2 separate regions of the Mus musculus genome follow, and region 1 is linked to region 2. Evidence: chromatin contacts called from public Hi-C data. All regions are on one chromosome and are shown on one strand. The core of a region is the stretch at or near the end of the contact, and the rest is flanking DNA. Distances in the headings are between cores, read along the strand shown. Region 1 has its middle 21 kb from the start of Gm3331. Region 2 overlaps Gm27162 (predicted gene 27162).

Region 1 (5,290 bases), core at 483-2,982, 150 kb before region 2:
ATCCAATTCCCCAAACTTCTGACCATGCTTCCATCTCTGAGCTGATAAGCGGATACGTGCGGATCAGTTTTCTGTAGCTATCAGAACATAACTGAGGTAAGTAGCAGAGAAAAGCATTTTCTTTGGCACAGAGTTTTGGAGCCCAAAGTCCAAACTTAGTGGCCCTATGTATATGACCTCTGTTGAGGACCTGATGGTGGGGGCATGGTGTTGGGTGGGTGTAGACAGAGACCTTCCCTGATGAGATAGGGAGCCACAGCGATTAGGGGTCAGGCTTGGTATTTTTATAATAACTCTCAAGAGAACTAAGCCGTTTTCAAAACCAGCATGAATCCCCTTTGAGGTCATGTCCTGTCCTAACCACTTTCCACCAGCCTCCATCTATCTCCAAGAGGCTGCACCAGCACACTGGGATGTTAGGTTCAAATCATATCCACACCATGACAAAGCTTTTCAACATAGTGGACTGTAATTCTTTTAACCTAAAGAGAGATTGTGGTCTGTGTTTGGGGGGAAATGAGGGAGAGACCATGGAAGATAGTGGTAACAAAACAACATTCCTTCTCTGAGATGATTCGATTGTCCTTCAGAGTATGGAACCCACTTACATGGCCCAAATGAGTAACCTCCTGACATATGCCATGACACTGAATAAGCTCTCTCCTGGATGAATAAGACTCTATTTCATCCCCAGTGGGCCAGCCCCATTCATTCATTTACATGTTTGCCTGTTCCCTGTAGAATGTGAGTCTGCAGCTCTTACATATATCTCTCCTTAGTTCATGTTTATTTAACATGAAGCTTATTGGAGTCAAGAAACGCTAGTGGAAGGGAGTACAAAAGGTCACCGGGCTCGCCAGAGAGCCATCTGACTTGTAACCCCTTGTTTCTTCCATGTGCTTGCCCTAGGACTTGAAAGACTTCCTTTGAGGACACAGGGTGGTGGCTCACCCTCTGTGGGATCCATAATCCTGGTACTAAGAGGTACACTTCATCCTCTAAACATGGAAAGGGAACAAAGTCTCCTTTTAAGCAAGGATGCTTTTCAACTGTCAAAATCCTCTGTGACCTCTCCTTTTTGGTAGAGTTCGCGCTGGAGGTGGTTGGTAATGTGGTCTGCTTCTACAGAGGCTCTTCTCTGTCTCAGATTGGGAGGATCCTTCTGACGCACCTGGGAGCTGCCTCTAGGACCAACCCTAGCCACTTGGTACCTATCCCATATTGGCTGAATTTACTGTTAGCTGCAAACCACCCAAAGGGATCCCTCCATGCTATAAAACCCCACCTGGTCCTAAAAGCAATGAAAAACAAGACCAAAACCATTCTATGGTACCTGTTGTAATAAGGCAATCATTCCAGGGGTCTAATTATAGCAGGCGTTGATGCACTGGAGAAAAATCCCAAGGATAAATTTGGGTCACACCCATACGTTGAGAGCTTAGAACTCAGGGGATAAAGTGGACCTGTCCTCTGCCTTTGGGCCAATGCCATTTCCTGTTTTACTTTATGTCCCAGCCCCCTCCTATGTTTCCATTTTCCTGACAAATATGTCTGTCCTGGGAAAGCCACTCTTCAATGGCCTGGCATATCTCTATGTGCTGACGTCCAAAATAACGATAGCAATGAACATCTGCCCACAGCAACAAGAGGAAATCTACAATGGCCAGGTCTTGTGACACGCTCCCAATTCCCAAAGCCTGCAGGGAGTTTACAGACCTGTCTAATCTCTCCTCTCTGTCACTCAGGCTCTGATACGCCTAGCCACAGCACTGCACAGGGAACTTTGATGTTGAGTTGACTCTGGTCACTCCCTGTGATAAGACATAAAGAGTCTAGGAAACTTTCAGCAGCCACTTGTGGTAATTACTAAGGTCAGAGATGGCCAGTGTCTTCTCTATGTTGTCTGCTTGACACACTATCAGTTGAAGCCATTGCACCTGAGCTATTCTATAGCAGGCAATTGTAACATTTGTGTAGGCAAATGTGAAACTACAGCTTATTCTTTGAGATCCGTTCCCAAGGTGTACCTGCAAATAACAAGAGAGCATTGACACTTGAAAAACTGACACCGGTCTTCAGACGGCCAGACCACCAGTGGTAACAATTAGTAGCTTGGTCTGAGATTGCTTTGTCAACTCAAGACTCCTCCAAACTATGGAAGAGAGATGGCAATAGGGACTTTCTATGTACTTTGGGAATTTTGTGCACTGTTCATAAGAAATGGTAGCTGGCCTCACAGATCTCTGAGACAGAAAGTTCAAGACCTAATTCAGAGATGGGGGTGTTGCTCAGTGATGAGTGAGCACTTATCTACTGTACACAAGGTCCCAACGATGTGAAGAAAGGGAGGAAGGAAGGAAGGAAACAACACAGCCCAACCCCAACCCCATCCCTAACAATTGAGAGCCTGTCTCTCTTCCAAGCTACATTTTAGGTCAGTCTTGTTCCATAATTTCTGACTTCCCTGTCAATAGAAGATTCACAAAGTCGCAATACACAAAGAAATGTGGTCCTTTAATTGGAGACATATACACACATCTGTATGTATTTTGTATATGAGTATTATTTGCATCTTAAGTAGATAAGATGATAGACAATGACGGGTGTTTGGAGTGGCAGATATGTGTGCATGTATCTGCTTTCTCCAAAGCCAAGTTTTCAGAACAGTAAAGTATATCCGTGCCCTGGTGCCCAAGGAATTTAAAGCCCCTTTTATGCCCCATCACAGAGCCCTGGAGGAGGGTTCGAGTGTGCCACCGGCATGATACTGGCAGCACATGTTCATTGCTTTAGGAACCTGTGTGTTTAGCCTACTTGAAATTCCACATCAGAACTCTGACTACAGATTCCAAAGAGTCTTCCCTCTGCTGCTGTATGTGATGATCCAAATCCTGAAGCCCAGACAACAAAGACAAGAATTAAAAACAAGGGGGAACACATAACTGAGGGAATCTGGGAGCATTCCAGTTTCCTCAAATCATTCTGTCTGGGTCTTGCTGGCAGCTCCTTTCTCCTCTATATTGAGTTGAAAGGTCTCTTTGGGAAACACAACAGTGTTTCAGGGGTGTCCAATCTACAATTTCATCACAACCATTTTGTCTACAAATGTCATGGTCAATCCTGTTATAAAGAAACCAAACAAACAAAAATCAAATTACAAAATAATCACCCCCAATCTTACAATGTTTTAAACTTATAATTTTTGGAATGGGACACCTTCATAGTTATTGTATAGTACATTTGGACTGTGGACAGTAGGTTAGACACTCCTAGAAGAGTGATAGCCAAGAGTCAAAATGTCAGAAGTCTGATTCTACAGTTTTAGAATCCAAATCACCTTAAGTTGACATTATACAATCCCTTCAGCTAGGCAGTCATGATTTCACAGGGCAGTGGAGGGTACATGACTTGTGTCCTCCAACTATCATCCATTGGTGACAGAACTGGTACAAGAATGCGAATCCTATTTTACTCCAAGTCCTCCCACATTCTTCTTCTCTACTTGGATTATTCTCATCCAATTTCCAGGTAATGCACCCGGCTTAAGCTCATTTCTAGAGGATTCGCTGTTAGTCCTCATTATTATTTGTATTAGCTGTGATGGATTCAATACCCTGCTAAATGCTGAGGTCACCTAAGGAATGGATGAGAATCCCTCTCCAGTGAGATTGACACTGGCTTGATACCAAGAACAAGAACCTGAAGAGGTCTGTGGTCTGAATGGGTGAGGATGAAGCCAGCCAGGTGGGAATGGGAGAGGTTGAGGTACAGAGAAAACGTGCAACCTGCGAGAGAAACCATAACTCAGAAGGACAGAGCAGAAGCTGCAGAAGCAGAGGCTGGGGTGGGGTCACAAGAGATGGGCGGGAGGTGACCCTGTATGGTGGGCCCTGTGAAGCACAAGGTAGAGTCTTGGCACTCTTCCTACTGACTTAGCCACAGCTCCTGCGTTGTGCTTAGAAAGGTCACCCTGTCTCTACATGGCAGATCAGAGGGGACAGGTTGGAGGAAGGAGAGGAGTTGGAACCCGAGTTAGCTCATCTGAAGAGAGGTGGGCACAACCAGAAAGCCACTGAGGTTGTGGGATGCATGCCCTGGTGATGGGCACCAAGGTAGGACTCTATCCCTGCAAGGTGGACTCTACTTAAAGACACCAGTATCATCCTTCTCCTTGGGTACCAGTATCATCAGGATAAGGATTTTAGATCTGTAAAGAACAGTAGAGGTAAGGTCCAGTCTTATCATCACATCCTAAGAGTTAAGGCAATTTCAGTCACATTGCTTGACTGGCTTAAAAATCACGCTGTCAGTCTAACAAAGGTTAAAAACTTGAATCTTTAAGTGTACCCAATAAAGAATCAATCCAGAATGGACTGTTTCTTCTCACCATAAGGGCACTATAAACCCTCACCAGCCCTGGTGCCTCCTCTACCCAGGCTGTAATTGGAAGAATAGGAGAAGGCTGATATTCCTCTCTCAGCTTCAGTTTCTGCTCCTCCAGCCATACAGAGAGCTGCCCAGCTATGTTTGGCAAGTGAACCCGAGCACATTCCCAGAATCCCTCTTGGGGCATAAGGAAGAGCAGGAGTCTGTTGTATCTTCCCTCCAAAAGGATCCTCCATCTCTGTACATAGCCTCGCAGTGCACCTTCTGAGCTAATAGCCTACTGCTTTTAAAGACTCTGTACTATTCTAGTCCCTGGCGATTTCTCCTTTCTGTCCCATCTATTCTGTTTATTCTCCATCTTGCCTTTTTTCTCCTAGTGTCTTGCATCTTGCAATTTTAGAGAAGCAAATTGAGAAATGAAAGCAAGAAGACATTGCATTGAAGGGTCAGCACTCTGAGGATGCACCACTTGGTTTTAAGTCCAGGCCATGTCTTTTGTGAGCTGTGTGAGCAGACACGCTGTTTACATTCTCTGTACCCCTCTTTCTTCATCTATGAGATAGGAATAATGATAAAGACCTCACCGGGGTGATATGGTGGTTGCCAGCTGGATGTAGACCTACAAGGAAGAGAGTTAATGTATAAGAAGGCATGCTTAAGAAGCCCTTTCTCCCTTTAGAGAGCCATGTTTTCCCCAGACTTACAGGATGTGGACTCTAGAATGCCTTTTTGTGGAAGAAGAGGGTCTGACTTCTCTGAACAGGCCTTGGGTATGGCCACAGGCACCCAGGCCATCGGCGGGTCACCGCAGCTGCAGGTGGGCAGAGCAGCTCCCAGTGTGTGCCTGCCAACTCTGGGACTCAGCACTTTCCACTACTGCTGGCTCTGTTTGTTTTCTTCCCTA
Region 2 (5,169 bases), core at 935-3,434:
CAATTCTAGTTCCCAAAGATCTGATGCCTTCTTCAGACCTCCGTAAGTCCCAAGCAACCACATGGTGCACATAAATACATATATGCAAATAATCATACACGTAAAATGCAATGGAAGAACTCTCTGAAAAGTAGGATAGCAACAGAAATTATAGTAGCTTGGGTACCCTTAGTAAATAGAGAGAAAGGACTAATTTTGCTTATCAACCTGCCACATTATGGAAGAGGAAATCCCAGTTGAAGAATTGTCTCCATCTGATTGCCTATGTGCATGTCTGTGGAAGATTTTCTTGCTTGTTAATTGATGCAGGAGAGCTCAGACCGCTGCAGGAAGTACCATTCCTTGGCAGGTAGGTCTGGGCTGTATTAGAAAGTTTGATGAACAAGAGCAAGAGAACAAGCCAGTAAGCAGCATTCCTCCATGGCTTCTGATTTTGTTTGTGCTTCCAGGCTCCTGCTTTGAGCTTCCTTCAATGGCAGGCTGTAACTTGCAAGATGAAATAAATGTCTTTCTTCCCTATGGTGCATTTGATCATGGTTTTATTACAAGATCAAAAAAAAAACAAACTAGGACCAATGGAATCCATTCTATCTAGGAGCTGTAACAAGTTTATGAAGGAACTATTTACAGAATGTGTTGTGGCTTTAATACATATAATAGGGACGACAAAAGAATTGGGAACATTAGCAGGAGGATCCTTTAAAACTTCCAGGCTGGTGGCCATCAGGAAGTGATGCTTACTAAAAACCCAGACAAAGAGCAGTGTTTGAAGGAGGAGCTGGCCTTGTGGGCAGGACTCAGTCATAGTCACCCTACAGGGAAGAAATAAGGTAAAACTAACAACATACTCTTGTCTCCCCTTAACCTCCTGCTAAATCAGCTAGCAGGCAGAGAGGAGGGAGCTCGGTAGTTCATGCTCCCAAGCTCATTCTCCTTGGGCATGAGTATGGGTGGGAAAAAAATTAGTCATGAGGGGCATAGAGGAGATATGTCAGTAACAGGATTTGCGTATGCTCCTAAGAGGACCTAGAAGCTGCCATGACTCTCGGGTTTGGGCATGGGACCAAGTCTTGAGGAAAGGAATATAAGACAATATATAGAATGTCAGAACAATGTATTTTGTTGATTATGGAATCTGTTTTTGAAGTATGTATAAGCAAGTCATGTCTGACTTCTAGAAGGGATATATATATATATATATATATATATATATATATATATATATATATATATATATATATATATATATATATATATATATATATCTTGTTTCTCTGAGACAACTAAGCCAGTTGTTCCAGTTTGTGTAGGTGGGACATGAAGCCATGTTAGCAGATGAGGTTAGGAGGGCAATGGGACAATTTGAAAAGATGATCAATGTTCTTCTCCAGTTTGTTATAGATAACAAAGAAATCATCATTACCCTGAAGAAGTAGCTTTGGGGATCCAATTTCCGCTAAGCTCTGTCTTTTCCTGTATGCCAGGAGTCTTGTTATATATCTCTATCTCTATCTCTATCTCTATCTCTATCTCTATCTCTATCTCTATCTCTATCTCTATCTCTATCTCTATCTCTATCTCTATCTATCTCTATCTCCTATATCTATATCTATTTAATAAGGGGGTCTCTGGGCTCCTGCAGTCAAGTTATTGATGCCTGGTGAGTAGATTTTACAGCTTGAAAGTTACACATCTGAGCTGTTCTGCCGGGCTTCAGAATCGAACCTCTGCCAGTGACCTTTTGTCTTAAAGCTTCCTTACCTTTCTGGGATCCAGTTCTTTGGCCATGCCCTACCTCACAGGGTGTTTTTAAGAATAAATGAGATAATGTCTATGAACCCCCTGGAGAGGAAGCATTGCTCGAGATAAGCTCACCCTCTGGTATTTTTAGCTGAAGAGTGTTGGTTGTCCAGGATATGCCATTTAGCAATTCCTGGAGCCTTGAAAAGGAAACAGAAAGGATGGCTGGGGGCAGGGAATTGGTATACTCAACAATATTGTTTTTTCGAGAAATCCCTCCTGCCCCAAGTGTTAGAATATACGTCAAAGGAAACAAACACCATTTGTAGATAATACAGGAAGATGACAGGTTTGCTTGCTTGCAACTGTGACGACGTGAGGCTAGTGGGCTCTGTCTTGACTGCTCTTTCACTCTTCAAGGGCAGAGGTCCACGGGACAACTACTCCACTGATAATGAAACAACCCTAAAGCGACTCTTGCTTCTGTAAAGAATGGCAGGAAACATCTTCACCACCCGTGACTTCTCCAGAAAGTAAAGGGTTTAAGGAGGGGGTGTACTTCCTGTCCTGATTCCAAATGTGGTTCTCAGTCTTTACAGAGGTAGGGGAACTAATATGCTGACCTAACACAAGCAAGCCTGCAGAACAACAATAGGGACCAGTGTGCCCTCCAATCCATATCTGCTTCATAAGCAAAAAGAGTTCCAAAAGGACTAACAGGAATTCGGCTTTGATAACTTGATTGGAGAAAATGTCTTACCCGAGTTCACCCAAGTGCTTCATCAATGTTCTTTGTTTCCATTCTGCAGTGTTAATCTCTCAACCTCATGGTACCTAGCTGAACAGGCTTCTCTGTGGGAAGTCAATAAGGCTTGTTTAATTCTCTCCAGGCTGAAAAATTAAGATTAGCATTTTATAAGCTCCACATAACTTTTCTTGAAGCTAGTATTTAGATATTATTGATGCATTTCCATACACAAGTCCTGGCAGATATCTAAGAGTGTATACTAATAGTCACATCTGGATTCAAATTCTGCCTCCACTGGAGGAGAAGCATAGCATTTGGGAACTACTTTAAACATTTCCAGTTCAGCTTCTTTATTTATAATTTGGAGAACCTGATGTCCACCATTGTATTGTTATGAAAATTCAATGATTTAGAGTAGACAAAAATTAAACAGCTGTGCTGTTCCACTCAGAAACTAAAACTGAGGGCTGGGGAGATGGGCCTAGTTGGTCAAGTGCTTGCTGTGCAAAAATAAGGACTAGAGTCCAACCTACCAGAACCCACCACGTAAGAACGCTGAACACAAGGTGCACTGCAGGAACCCCAGCAGTGATCTGGGGCTCTGTGTGCAGAGACAGGACTATCTGTTGGGCTTACTAGCAGCTATGACTAGCCAAATCGGTAAGTGCCAACCAAGCTCATCAGAAGTATCTGGTCTCAAATCAAAAGGAAAAACAAAACTAAAACAATGTACACACACATACAAATGTTAAAATAAAAAAGAAAAGTGACACACTGTCTAAGTATGACGGGATTCTTAAACTGCTTTGCTGTGAGCAGACAAGTTGATTCTGAGTGAGCTAAATTGGAAAAGACCAATTTGCCTCCATCTTGGTTACCATGTTAGTTCTAAACTCATAAAACTTGGGCATCAAGGCTCCATAAGGAGACACTGCTAATGACAGAATACATTTTGGCCAGCTTGTGCAGAAGTTCATGTCACAGTCCCCAAAAAGTCTCATGTTGAGGGTTCACCATTCTAGCACTTGCTTGAAAGTAAAGGACTGGAAGAAATGCAGTGGGAAGCTTCTAATCACGAGAAATCCTAACATCATAGCTTAACCAAGAACTCATTTCTTTCAGATTTTAAACAGGAAACTGGGAACTGATTCAATCAAGTGCAAGCCCTCACAGCCTGCTGAAGGTAGAGCCAGATAGAGCCTGACTCTCTTCATTCAAGGTGTCTGGACTTTAGCTAACCCTCCCTTTGAATTTTCAGTCTCCTCCATGCTTTCTTGCCTGAGCCTCATTCTTTTTTGAGTTCTTTCTCCCGAAAGGGTTAGTGAGTGAGGAAAATGCTCATAAAACACTTGCATCCTGACAGGACAACTGCATGTCTGACATGGGACTCTGTCTCTCAGTCATAAGGTTTGTGTCTGAATCAGGGCAAAGAGTGATGTCATGAAGAGCTATTGCTCTTGTTTCTTTATGTGTCTACCTCCTCTGGCCTATGTCCTCAGGTAGACCCCACTCCACTCAGGGAACACTGAGGATTGCAGCTGCTGTCACATGCGAGTGGTCATGCCACCAATCATACATCTCTGGCACCCTCTGGCCAAGAGGGAATTAGACAAAGTGACAGACTGAATTCCAAACAGGATTTTAAAAAGTGTCAATAGCATGAAACTTTTGCTTGCCCTGGGAGACGTCAATTATTCCTTGATAGTGGACACAAGTCTGCATCTGTAGTCAGGATACTCCTTGTGTCATTTACCTGAGTCTTTGATTCTCTTCATGTTCTGAATATGGAGGAAATCTAGGTATTTTCTTCAATCTCAGGTTTGGACATTCAATTTGCATAAAGTTTCCTGAGTATTGGCTAGAAAAAAACTCTTACAGTGAAAAGGACAGTCTAGCTATTACCTCAGCGGGACGGCGATTATCTGAGTCTACCCTTCAGGAGAAGTCATAGATTTTATGAGGAACAGAGGGAATTATCAGCCAAGAGAGTGCAAAGGTTAAATGGATTTCATCATCTTCTTGCTAAAATGATAATTCTGGGGTCAGGTTTCATTTTGGTGATGAATGTCATATGGGAAGAGCCAGCAACTCGCTCGGCGTGCTCAGGGGTTGTCTGGAGAGGATGCTGAGAGAAACAATATGCTGGAAGAGAAGGGAGAATGATAACCTGGTCTGGGAATGATCTTTACCATGTCAGAGTGTTGAAAAATTCTCTGTCATAGTGATTTATGTCAATCTATGCGTAAGTCGTCTACCACAATGAAGCCACTGACAAGGCTAATGTGGGATTTAAGATTCTTGGTGCCACCATTGTCCTATTTTGTCTTTTCTCACACATACCTGATGACCTGTGCATCTTCAACATTTAAACTTTTCTTAAAGATTAAAGTGTGTGTGTGTGTGTGTGTGTGTGTGTGTTGCCTGAGTGCTAGAGAAGGGTATCAGATTGCTCAGAACCTGAGTTTCAGACAGTTGTAAACCACCTGACCTAAATGCTGGGAACTCTAGTCTTTAGCAAGGGCAGCAAGTGTCTTAACCACTGAGCTGTTTGTTTCTCAAGCTATTTTCTCATTTTTTTCCTAAATGGAGGGAGTATTAAGGCATAAGAGAAAGCAATATGACAGTGGATCCTCACTTATTTATGATGAATTTAAGACCACTTACTGAACATGTTGTACAGT

The links. Hi-C and Micro-C count contacts between places; a contact is called where the count stands out from the background.
Region 1: a contact with region 2 is called in a Hi-C map of liver, with 2.4 times the contacts expected there. The contact joins two enhancer-like sites. A contact is called at or near these places in 6 of 484 Hi-C or Micro-C datasets (CD8 T cells, liver, nephron progenitors and 1 more) and 7 of 115 datasets of contacts at active chromatin or transcription factors (CD8 T cells, cardiomyocytes, double positive thymocytes and 4 more).

What each region holds. Positions count from the first base shown.
Region 1 is chr9:32,759,214-32,764,503 of GRCm38.p6, forward strand. No RefSeq gene overlaps it. Among named protein-coding and RNA genes, the nearest start is that of Gm3331, 21 kb to the right of the region's middle. Within about 2 kb of position 1,733, at least 6 of the 459 cell types and tissues checked have an H3K27ac peak or open chromatin away from gene starts, as enhancers often do. A contact at or near this core is called in liver, where this site is marked.
Region 2 is chr9:32,904,412-32,909,580 of GRCm38.p6, forward strand. It overlaps Gm27162 (predicted gene 27162), which reads right to left. Exons shown (of 4, transcript NR_131058.1): 4 at 1-2,631. Among named protein-coding and RNA genes, the nearest start is that of Gm27162, 22 kb to the right of the region's middle. Within about 2 kb of position 2,185, at least 56 of the 459 cell types and tissues checked have an H3K27ac peak or open chromatin away from gene starts, as enhancers often do. A contact at or near this core is called in liver, where this site is marked.